Linked DNA regions of Gossypium hirsutum: region 2 is linked to region 1. The links are chromatin contacts, called in public Hi-C maps. All regions are on one chromosome and are shown on one strand. The core of a region is the stretch at or near the end of the contact, and the rest is flanking DNA. Distances in the headings are between cores, read along the strand shown. Region 1 holds the start of LOC107898775 (ras-related protein Rab11A). Region 2 holds the start of LOC107913456 (ABC transporter G family member 1).

What was found. A called contact is a pair of places that touch in the nucleus more often than the background predicts.
Region 2: a contact with region 1 is called in a Hi-C map of hypocotyl, with 1.7 times the contacts expected there. The contact joins the promoter of LOC107913456 here to the promoter of LOC107898775 in region 1. A contact is called at or near these places in 5 of 34 Hi-C or Micro-C datasets (hypocotyl and leaf).

Annotation. Positions count from the first base shown.
Region 1 is chrD11:33,933,534-33,940,156 of Gossypium_hirsutum_v2.1, forward strand. LOC107898775 (ras-related protein Rab11A) reads right to left here and starts at 4,266. Exons shown (of 2, transcript XM_016824317.2): 1 at 3,692-4,266; 2 at 1,707-2,386. The coding sequence starts at 3,924. The coding sequence ends at 1,942.
Region 2 is chrD11:34,127,272-34,133,894 of Gossypium_hirsutum_v2.1, forward strand. It overlaps LOC107913456 (ABC transporter G family member 1), which reads left to right and starts at 3,420. Exons shown (of 8, transcript XM_016842042.2): 1 at 3,420-3,954; 2 at 5,034-5,116; 3 at 6,427-6,623. The coding sequence starts at 3,609.

The sequences.
Region 1 (6,623 bases), core at 3,016-5,515:
AACTCTCAATCTCTCGGTTACTCTCAGTTACCCTTTAACCTAAACAAAACTTAAATTTATATACTACTCTCAGGTACGTTTTCTTTTTTAGTTGTCTAGGTTGCCTCGGGCTTGGGAGATTTTACTCCTCCAACTTCAGAGAAGGGATGAGTCCATCCAGTTAAAACAACTCTTCATGCTCGTTCATTAGTTAACTTAATGAAAGCTTTCATCTTAGCTTTCTAGTAAGCATAATTTACACCATTAAGCATAGTGAGTGTGAGACTGAAGAAACTTTCATTGCAAGCAAGTAAATTAACCAAGATAATCACTATTCATGTAAGTGAGAGGCTCTGATACCAAATGCAGAAATAATGAAGTACTTGCTTTGCAAAACAAAAACGGTGGTTGCAATAATGCTTGGAACTGTTGACATAGTTTCAACCATGAAACCAAATGCGTAAAAACAATAAAAAACACCAAGATTATTTACGCAATTCGACCTTAGTCTACGTCTACGAGGCCTTACCCAAAGCAATGATCAACTATCTTTCTCACAGTACAACCAATGATTTAGCAACTTCACCATTGTATAAAGACTAGACCAATTTCCCACTAAGCTTCCTCCTCGAAAGCTTGGTTTTGCAATTCAAAAAACTCTTTTGATTGCTTACAAAAAAATGCATGTTTCTAACTTGAACAAATTTGCGTTCTATCATACTCTCAATCTCTTGATTACTCTCAATTACCCTTTAACCTAGACAAAACTTAAGTTTATATACTACTTAAGTTTTACTTATATAAGAGTTATAATCTAATTACTTTTCTATGAAGTAAAGTTAAAAATCAACTTAAGATAATACTTCCATAAGAGTTTTTGATTTAATCCAAAATCTTCAAAGAAAGTAATTTTACTTGTTCTGCAAGTAACTTGACTTAATCCACAAGAAACCAATCTTCAAGCCTTTAACTTCTACTCAATTGGACTTCATGTGTTAAGCTTTACTTGTCCAATTAATATCAAAACAAATAGCCCAATGGTTTTGTTTTAAAATTTGCCTAACTCTTCAAATAAGTATAACAAAAAAACAGTGACTAAAATTGTGACTACTGTTTCAACCACAAAACAATCACAAAATTAATCTTACCTTGAAATATGTGATAGATTCACCATCTATAAACTCTCGAACACAAAATGCAATCTTCAATTAGTAAACGTCCACCAATTCAAACTTATTTCTTCGTGCAAATGCTTGACTGTGCAAACTGCAACAAAATTACTGATTGAATTGCTAAGAGAGCAATGAATCAGATTGCCCCTATAATTCGACTGCTTCCCTCCCTGATAATTATCCTCTTGGTTTGTTATCTTCATTTAATGAAGGAAAACTGTTGCAAAATTTTTAGAAAAAGAGGGATGATGATCGATGTTCAACACATCATTTTCATGACAATGCCAAGTACTCTCCATCTTCAACTACAAGCACTGTAATCATTTTCGCATTTATTGTAAAAGATATAGAGAAGGTTACGTTGAATGCAGCGGCAGTTCATCTTTGTCAACGAATCAGACTTCCATCTTTTGGCACTGCCATTTCTGCAGACCTGAGCCTTTAATAATTCATACAAACACAAGGTGCTGCAATTATTGGACTGACAATGCCAGAATTGGGAAGATATAAAATGCTTAAATCACTCACCATACTTTCAAAGACAAAGCCAGTCCAGCAGGATAATTTGATAGATTTTATAACTTCAGAAAAATACATCGAAGCAATCTGCAAGTCAGCTTTAAATTTAGGTTTTCTATTCCCCATCTCAGAACATGTAATTAATTAGCTGCCCCTTGCAAATTAAACTAATGCAATGTTTAATATACAAACAGATATACCACACCCTTCAAAATTTGATATTAAGAATGTAAAATAAAAAACCTGACAATAGGAGACAAATCCAATTAAATCATGACCTACAGCACATGTTGCTCTTTGCTGGAATTTCTTGCGCTGGACCTGGAATGACTATCTTCTTGCCTGCTAGAGACGCGGGGTTGCCATTCCCCTGATTCTCATCAGCAACCAGGTTCTTCTTGTTCACGATGTTGAAGATCTCCGTAAGCACAGTCATGAAGGCAGTCTCCACATTAGTTGCTTCAAGAGCCGAGGTCTCCAAGAAAAATAGTCCTTCCTTTTGAGCAAATTCTTTGGCATCCTCGGTTGGAACTTCTCGTTGGTTTTCAAGGTCACTTTTGTTCCCGAGCAGGATAATAACAATGTTCTTGTCGGCATGGCCACGCAACTCTTCCAGCCAACGTGGAATGTGATCGAAGGTCTGACGTTTTGTTATGTCATACACCAGCATTGCTCCAACAGCACCCCTATAGTATGCACTCGTAACAGCTCTGTATCTGTTCAACATAAGAGAAGCAAGAGAATTAGGTAAAAAGTATTAGTTAATGGCTAGGTTCTTATATGCAGGCTGGACCATTATAACGAAAAAGAATCCCCAAAATCAAATAATAAGTGCCCTAGATGGAACCAATGGGGTAACCTGTACCAAAACCAGATATAACTTGTTAAACATTACTTCTCAAGAGTCTTGATTCAACCGCTTTAACAATTACCTACCGGTTGAATGATTAAAAGCTAAAGAAATCCAGGCAGTTGATTGACCACTTATTTAACACGAAGGGATTGCAACCAAAATGGCTCAAATTCAAGATGAATGATGAAATCATTGCACTGCTTACCAAAATAGCATGCCTAAGATGGAACATTAGATATCTACGGTTTCTGTAAAATTTGAATCATAATCTGTTTATTATACGCATTAAATCCTAGTATTAGTTTACAAATCTTAATCCCAATTAATTAAATTATCCATCATATTTCTGAATCCACTAAATATCTGCATTTAGTAAGTATAAAAATATTTTTCAAAGAAATGGATAATGGATTTGGATATTATCCGCAAAAGTGAAGCCGACTCAAACTATGGATATCAAAAATTAATATCTGCATCTACTCCTAATCCAAATCCAGGGTGGACAGTAATTAGAATGTATGAATCTGAATATTATTCAAATTTACAGCAAAAAAGCAAGTTGGATAACTGCAAATATCCAAATCTGCATTATCCATTGCTAAAATTTGAACTTCTACGCCAAGATTTGTAAGAAATGCGGTGAGATCAAGGATCTACTAGACTATGATGCTTTTTACCAAACTGTTCCAAGTGACACAATCAAATCGAGCACTAAGATCCAACTGAGCACCATGTAATTTTTTTTATCCAGATCATCATCATAAGTTAAAAATAAAGGAAAAAATAAAGATCAACAGTAACTATACCATTTATCTATCAAACATCCAATCCAATCCTGATCGAAATTGAAAGCATTTTCACCTCCGAACTAACACAATCATGTTAACTAACTAAACCATGTCTTGTCAGTGAACAGTAAATCTAGCAAACAAGCTCTCAGTACCAAGATTCTGAAATCCTTTTACATTTTCAAACAGCTTTTCTTTGAAAGCTTATAATTCTATCTACAAACTACAGATCTATGAAAGAACAAGAGAAAAGAAGACGATGCATATAGAATGAAAAACCCAAAAAGCTTTCAGGAAAAAGGAGAAATAAACAAATCTTCATGAAAAGTTAAAAAGCTTAGTAGTAGTAGTAGTAGAAATAAAAGTAAGAAAAAAAGTACCGTTCTTGACCAGCAGTGTCCCAGATCTGAGCCTTGACACTCTTGTGTTCAATAACAAGAGTTCTAGTCTGAAACTCAACTCCAATGGTGGCCTTGGAATCTAAACTAAACTCATTTCTGGAAAACCGAGCAAGAATCTGAGACTTACCGACGGCAGAGTCACCAATCAAGACTACTTTGAAAACGTAGTCAATCTTCTGGCTTGGGTCCCCATACCCTCCTCCACTAGCCATTTTCCCTTCTAATTCTACTTCTAAGTCTTGTTTATTTCACTTGATTTGGTTTTGTTTTGTTTTGTTTCTGCCTGAAATATAGCTAAGGGGCGAAGGACACGGTTGGTAAAGTTGAGTTTTAGATTATTGTCTTGTGAAATGCAAAGTGAAAGTCTATAATCTAAATAATTGATGAGAAAGACAATTTGTTGATTAGGAAGGAAAGGAGGGATTCGGTGGATCAGGATTTAGAGTACATGTGAGATGATAATCCAGTGAGTAGCAGACATTTGTCACTAATTAAAGTAGTTTACTTGATAAATCCGTTTGCTTTCAACCAAACAAATATAAAGCCGTTTTGTAATTTCATACATTTAAGGTGAAGTTTTTAGATTATATAAGTTCACAATTATATTATAAGATATATTAAAATATTTAAAAAAATAAACATTTTAAAAAAGGGAAAAAGCGACTTGTGAAATAAAAGAAATACACATAAAACTATTTATATCATTATTGTATTTTATAATTTAAATTTTTTAAATTAATTCGCATTAATACTTTTTAAATATAATGAATTCACAAATAATATAAGTTAAAACTTTAAGTAATTGAAAAATAATATATTAAAATCGCACATGTTATTAAAATATTTTTTTAAATAGTATTAAAATTAATAAACACTGATATTAAACTTATACATATATGTTAAAATATAAAATTAATAAGTAAATTATAGATTTAAAGAAATTGAAAAATGAATATCTTTTTCATAAAAGCAATCTAGGAGTTCAATATTCATATATAAAAAATTGACAAAAATTATTTCATATTTGAAATTAAAGTTTTATTACTTTTTCATATAAATTTAACTAAGTGATAAAGGTAAATAATTTTTTAAAAACAAGTAAATGTTAAGCTTATTTTTAATTAATTTTTAAATACATGAGTAAAATATAATGAATTTATTAAATTATAGTTATACTTTTTTATATAATTTATTAATTTACATAATTGTGTGATAAATTTATATAAACATTTCCAAACATATGGTGCTATAAACGTGTGAAAATTTTTTTAATATGTTTTTCACTTATTTAAATACATTTTTCACTTAATATTTCATATACGTAATTTTTAGATAATGTTATATTAGGTTTATAATTTTTTTTAAATTACTTTACAATATTTTAAATAAAATTTACAACACATTTTCCAAAAAAAATAATTTTCTAATTATAAAGTCAAATGATTTAAAAATCATTAGATATATGTCTATATTAATAAAAAAAATTATCTATTAAGAAATTGTTTTCATCGTTGTAAAGTAAAACACTAATCCATAATATATTTTTCAAACTTTACCTCATAATGGTAATTAAAATTATGCAAATGAGTATTAGAACCCTAGTAGCCAAGAGTGCTATCCCTGGTATCCTAGCGAAAACAATGGTTGTTGCGGCTTGGGATGACGGAAAGTGGTGGCAACGACGGGTTTGGGGGAAACGAGGTCTCCCTATTGGCAGAGGAACTTATTCAGCTATCGGTCAAAAGCTCGATGGTGGAACCAAATGACAAACCAACTCTAATCTGCACTATTTGGACAAAGAAATCCTACAATCCGGATAGCTTCAAGGCGCAGATGAAAAGTATCTGGAAAGCAAAGAAAAAGTTTGAGATCCAATCGGTAGGGCAAAACCTTTTTTTGATTGTGTTTGAATTGGAGGAAGATTTAGAAACTGTTATGGAAGGTCAGCCATAGTTGTTCAGGAAAAACTTAGTTATCTTTGATCGATTGACTAAAGTGATGGAAAGAGATCAAATCAGGCTTGTTTCATCCCAGTTTTGGATCAAGATTGGGCCGTGCTTACCAGAATTTGATAAAAAAGACCTCTTGCATGCTATAGGGGTCACTTTTGGAGGAGTTCTCAAATCTGAAGTTAATGGTGAGTTCTGTCGCCTTAGAATTAAATTAAATGTACAGAAACCCCTTCGTAGGGGTATATTTGTCTCAATAGGCAATGGGATAGAGTTTGGATCCCTTTCAAGTATGAAAAATTACCGACATTCTATTTTGGTTGTGGAAGATTGGGGCATGGTCTCCAAGAATGCACAGTAATAAAACCTACAGAAAAAATAGAATTAGAGAAAATCTACCTTTCTCTTTGGCATTAAAAGCAGAATTAAATTTGGTTGGAAGGGAGAGTTTAAAGTTTAATGCTCTATCAAAAAAACTACAACCACAATGTTTGTATACAGGAAGTATCAAGGAGAACCAGGAAACATACTTACATAGTGGAAAAAGCAGCGATATGATTCAAGGAGTACAAGAGGATTCTTGGTTGACAGCAACAGGAACAGGGATAAAGATGCAAAAGGAAGGAGAAATCGATGAAAAAAAGACTGAGAGAAGCAAAACAGACGAAGCTATACTGAAACTAGTCAGGAAATCCAGTTGGAAAAGAATTGAACCAACGTGATTGATGAAATATTATGGAGCAGAAAGTAAATTGTAGAAAATGAAATTGGCAGAGATTGAATATGATGATTACGGTGCAGAAGAGACTCGGGAAGATGCAGCAAAAAGGATGAGATATGGTGGACAGGATTTAATAAATGAGGCTGAAACAAATTTGTCGATAGACAACCCTAACCAAAATAGATCAGCGGCTGCCAAAAGGCAAGCCGACCAGACGCCATGAAAATTATATGCTGGAATG
Region 2 (6,623 bases), core at 2,170-4,669, 190 kb after region 1:
TTAAGATACAGGGGACACGCAGTCGTGTCACCTGGCCGTATGTCACACACGGTTGAGAAACACGCCCGTGTCTCTGCCCATGTAAACGAAAATAGGCCATATTACAGGTCATATTTCTCATCCAATTTGTTACTAAACTAGCCCCAATAATTCACACCTCTACGAACTATATCATGGCATTCAACACAAGCTATAATAAGAGGCTATTCTCAACAATTTACATATAGACCAACATTAAACAAAATACCTATACATGTCATTATGACCAAAATCAAAACATTCGAAAGTACCGATAGAACCAATGGATAGTGTGATATATCTCTGACAAGCTTCCAACCTAATCGAGCTTCTGATAGTCTGAAAAATAAAGGAAAACAACTACGTAAGCAATGAATGCTTAGTAGGCTCGTATAAACTTTAATCATATCAATTCATTTTAAATAAGAATTTATACATATCCAGAATAATCCATATTGATACCACAATATTCATGAAGTATATTCAACAACTTTAACTCTTCCAAATTTCTAAATTTTCATTTGAATTTCTTTACTATCCACACTCATTCTATATGCATAACACACCAGTCATAAACATATCATACCACCATAATCACAAGCAAGTGCATTTGAACATAGCCCTTTTCAAATTAATAACATAATAAGCCAATTCATAAGAAATTACATAACTTAAAGCTTACCACTCTTTCATGAGCACAAGTATATTTTAATTTGTGCACTTACCCTTCCAACGCATCATATAAATAAACATATTACCATTTAACCAATAGTTTGGCACTTGTCTAAGCATCAGCAACACTTGTTAGAACATTTGAACATATTTCATATAAATCCAACATTGATAAACTTATTTTATCAACATATCACACTTGAGTTTATTACTCATCACAACTTAAATAATTTCCATGTATCAACATATCAAGATATTGATATATATATATAATCATATCATGATACATATCATTCTTTTACTGTTTCTTCATATACATATATTATCCAAAAACAACTCCTGTTATCTTACCATTTGAAGAACGACTTACAGATATGAGTACATCGTTAACAGAAGCTCGTAAGCTGAACAGAAACTCTTAAGAGTTGAACAGAAACTCATAGGAGCTGAACGGAAACTCATAAGAGTTAAATATAAGCTCGTAAGAGTTAAACAGAAAGTAAAACACAAGAGCTCGAAACAAATGTTGAACCCCGGTTTACTTGGGTAATTTACAGTCATTTTCGTCCAATGCCGTCATGCGCCATATAACGAATGTACTTAAATCTCGCATTCAATCCAAACTGAGTATTAATTTCAATAATATTTTTTTAACAACAATTCAATTCTAACAAGAGAACATATATACATTACCAATCACCAATTAACGTTCATTTTAACCAAAATTATATAGAATACAGTTCATACGAACTTACCTGAATTGAATTGTAATAATTGCAGGAGTTCAGGGAATATTCCACTATTTTTCCTTTTTTCACGAGTATCTACGGGATCTTGATCTAAAATATAAAATTACTCATTCATTATCATATATTTCAGTTCCAATTCATTTCACAATTTATACCCTTCAATTTTTTGAATTACATGATTATCCCAACTTTTATAACTTTTGCAATTTAGTCCCTTAACTAGTTAATCAATCAAATCAACCAATTTTTCTCAATTAATAATTTTTTCCAAATATTCTAGGCTATCATACAACCCTTAATAAAATAAAAAATTTAATACAAAACCCTAATATTTTTAACCTTTTCACAATTTGATCATAAAATCAATATTTAACAAAATCACTTTATATAGTCATCATACAACAAAATTAAAGCTCTAAACCCACTTGATATAAATTAATAATTTCTTTCAATATATTAATTTAGACAATAAAACAATTCATTTCATGCAATTTGATCATTTTTGACATTTTTACAAAATTACCCCTAAATTTTACTTTAATTCAATTTAGTCCCTGAGCCTAAAACATGCAAATTAACCATTTCTAATGCAAACTCATACTAGTTGAATATTCATGGCATTCAATACAGCTCATTTTTATGCTTTTCTATCACTACTAAACTTAAAAATAAAATAAAACCTTAACATCCATACGTTATTCTCTTGAAACCAAACTTTAACTTAACTTTCTCTCTTCTCCAACTTTTATTTCTTGAATCTAACTTGATATTCTAGCTCCCATAGTTTCCTTATTATCTTTCTCTCTTGCTAGTTATGGAAATTCTTTTAATTTCTAAGTGAAAATGGTAAATTTTTGGTGAAATAACCAAATTGTAAAGAAAAGAAATTTTTCTTTCTTTCTTCTTCTTCTCACGTTGAGAACATGGAAAGATGAAGAGAATTCTTCATCTTTCTTTCCTTATATACTAAAAAAGAATTAATAAAATATAAATAAATGTAAAATTAAATATTAATAAACTAATATTTATTTATTTATTTAATCTAAAATATCACGAACGTCATTATTATTTTTCAAAATCATCTTCCTTGCTAAATGATCATTTTGCCCCTTATGATCCTTCAAAATTCCTCCATTGACTTATCACTCATTTTAGTAAAATTATGATTTAACCCCTTATACTTTTTCCACTTATTTAATTTGGTCCTAATTCATCCATTTTCCTTAGTTTCTAGATCCTTCCACCCTTAATATTTGTACTATTGGTCCTTCAAATTTTTTCATATTTACACTTTAACCCCTCAAATATTGAGTATTTACTCTTAGGCAACAAAACTTTTCTCACTTTTGCGATTTAGTCATTTCTTGAATTAATATATCATAATATACTTCCCAAACAGATTTTGCTTGCATAACTCAAAATTTCCTTTTTTGTCACTTTATTTCCTTATTTTATTATATGAAGGATAATATTTCACTTCCTTACTGTAGTAACTTTCGGGGCATTATAACTAGCCTATCAAATTAGATCACTTTTAGTTTAGATTATTTTTTTATAATAATAAATAATAATATATAATTATTTTTATTATATATGTGTTGTTGATATTATCTAATATATACTCCTATCATAAATCGGACTGAAATATATGTAATTATATTAAAAAATATCCCCGCCGTTGCCATTACCCACCACACATTATAACCGGAACCAACGCAGGAGTTGAAATAACTTTGGGTTGATTTTATCCACGTTATCCGCGTGTTAACTTTTTTTCAACTCACCAATTTAATTTATGTGGTTTTAAAAATCAGAGTTGACCAACTTACTAATTCACCGCACCGGTATAATATGCTTAACGTTTCAAACTTGCAAAACTTACAAAATCTTCTATTAACTAAAAGTAATTAAAATGTGTTTCTCGATAGGATCCCTGTTTACCTTTAAACTAAAGTCACCAATTCTACAATTGTCTGCTAATAGCAGTGCTGCAATACCACCTTATAAAGATATAATACTTTTTGAATATATGTTCCTCAGTAGGAAAGTCTTGCATCTTCACGTGTACGATATAAAGATATAAACGCATCACCATCACTATAAAATAATCGGATCGGCTGTTGCTTCACTCAATATCTTCTGATTCATTAACTTAGTTCACTATTCAGAATGGATTCCTCGGTCATCGTCCCAACATGGACACCGGGGTCAAGCCCCGAACATTCTTCTCAAAACCATCAGCCTGAAGCAGCAGAGAATGACAACTTGGAGATAGAAAGCATGGTTTCTGGACGAGTCGGTTCCTACAATGAAGCGCCGTCTTTCAGGATTGAGACAGAACCAGGTGAAGGCGTTTTCTTGACATGGGCTGATCTTTGGGTGACTGTTTCTAAGGGGAGAAAGGGAAGCAGGGCGATCTTACAAGGGCTCACTGGGTATGCTGAGCCAGGGAAGATGTTAGCCATCATGGGACCTTCAGGGTGTGGCAAGTCAACCCTTCTTGATACACTGGCAGGTCATATATCTTTACATCTTTGCTTCGCTTTTTTATTTTCATTTTCCAAAAGGGTTTCTTGCATTGGCATGTGCATCACTTTGACTAGTTTTGGACAACTTCGGGTTGAAGATACTACCAGTACAAATTAATAGTAAACAACAAGTTTATGTTTCAGAATGGCTAGATCATAGCCAATGGGAATTGTTGATGGGTAGGTCACTTTTCAAGCCTTAAAACATATAATATGATCGAGTCATATTTGGAGAAGCCAAATCTTTTTTTATTATTTTTTAACTATGAATATGCCAAAAGTACAAAAAAAAATTGGAGAAAGAACACTAAAAGGATCCGAAATGCCCCTCCCCACGTTGCTGTTTATATCAAGCAATATTGGTGTGAGATTTAAAAATAGTCATAAATATTTATTTGCCTTTCTAATTTTATAAAAAAGTTATTTTAATCTATTTACTTTTTTGTTTCTTTAGTCTTTTAATTTGTATTTTTTAGGTTAAATCACTTTAAAATGAATTGAAAAAATTAACATTTGTTAATTTTCTTAACGTGGAATAAACATGAATTGATTATCACATTGACAACATGTAAGCATTTAATTACTCTTTTAGAAATTAAAAAATTTTAAAAGAATTATAAAATTTATTTTTTAAAATTAAAAATAATTAAAATTATTAAGAAAATATAAAATTATAAAAAATATATTTTTAAAATTTTAATAAAAAAATAAAATGTTGACAAGTTAACCACATGTATGTCATGTTAGTAAAGTTAACAAACATTAACTTTTTCATCTATTTTAAGATGATTTAATAAAAAATATAAATTTAAAAATTAAAAGAGACAAAAAAATTAAATAGAGAATTAAAACATTATTTTATATAGAGATAACACGTCAAAAAGGTGATTATCACTTTAAAATATTCTACTAATTAATGTTATATCATGCTACAGAAGTTGACATAATTCCATTGAACTTTGTGTGAAATTGCTTCTTTTCATTATTGTTAGTATAGTTTAGGTAAGAATTGTTAAGGTTAAGTTTTGATTGGATGATAAAATGATAAGAAGTGTTTGATTGGCAGGAAGACTATTAAGTTCGCGTATTCATCAAACAGGGGAGATCCTAGTTAATGGTCGCAAGGAAACGCTTGCTTTTGGAACTTCGGTATGGAAATTATTAACTAAATTGGAAGCTTAAGTCAATCCAAATCCCTCGATCCTCTTCAAACTTAAATATGACTGTTAGTTGTTCAATATTAAATTCTGGAGGCCTATTATTATTATTATTATTATTAATTTATGTCACCAATTAATCAAACAAAAATTTAATTAAAAAATAAATCAAAATCATATAATAAAAATAATATATTAATAGGATTGCATAGGTAGTCTAAATTTTTAAAAATAAAATAGAACCAATCCCTACATATGTTTGGATAAATTTTATTAAAAGAAAAAAAAGGAAATGATATGAATATTTAAAATTAGTAAAGGAAAAGAAAGGAAATGAATTGTAACATATTTGGTTTGGTTAAAATATTGAAAGAAAAGTAAATGATTTATTAATTTTCATTTTTAACCCTTTACATACTAACATATAATAAAATTAAAAATTATAAAAAATAAATATTTTTTTATAAATCATAATACATCAAAATATTCTTATTTAAATAAGAATGAAGGCATGGTTAATGTCAAAAAATAAATTTACAAAATAAAGAATCAAAAAGAAAAAAAAAGGAAGTGAAGGATGAGATTGATAATTTTTTGAAAGCTAATTTAAAACATAGAAACTTAATAATCCAAAAATATCTATTTATTCAATGTTTTTATTTTATTGTAGGATGGTTAATTATCGGTAATTAGTTTTTATTCCATAAATTTGCTATTTTTATAGTATTATGGCAAGATAGAGTCTTAAAAATTGTTGAATACAAATTTCAAAAATAGAGTTATAATAAAATGTTTAAAGGGTAAAACTGATATTTTAAATATTATTTTTCCTATCACTTTTAACACAAATTGGGTATTAAAAAATAAATTAAAACAATGGAAAGTGATGAATTTTTAAGTTTAACTCATTCTATTTTCCTTTTCATAGTAAAAATATGCTGTCGAAGCAAGGAAACTTGGTTTTCCTTCCTTTTCTTAACCCATTCAAACATGCTATTAAACCTTGAATTTGAGCGCTTAAAAATCTAAAAACTTCAATGTTGTGAACATAAATAAAATAGCATTACTCTTCTTTTACTATCTTACCAATATTTTTTATTTTCTCAAAAAGTATTGCTTAATTTTCTTTTATATATATTTTTTTTTATTTCTTTCACTCGCATTCTAATATTGTATCAGTTATTGAGTTTGTTGATTGATAAACCTTATGTTTATTTGCCTTTACATGCCATATGTTCATTATAGTGGAGTTATATGCCTAAGAAAATTATTAACCAACACCTTTTTAATGATCAATATTAGGCTTATGTTACTCAAGATGATGCTCTAGTGACAACGCTTACAGTAAGGGAAGCTGTTTTCTACTCAGCACAACTTCAGTTGCCTGATTCCATGTCAATATCTGAAAAGAACGAAAGAGCTGAGATGACAATAAGAGAAATGGGGTTGCAAGATTCCATGGACACTAGAATCGGAGGGTGGAGTTCCAAAGGACTTAG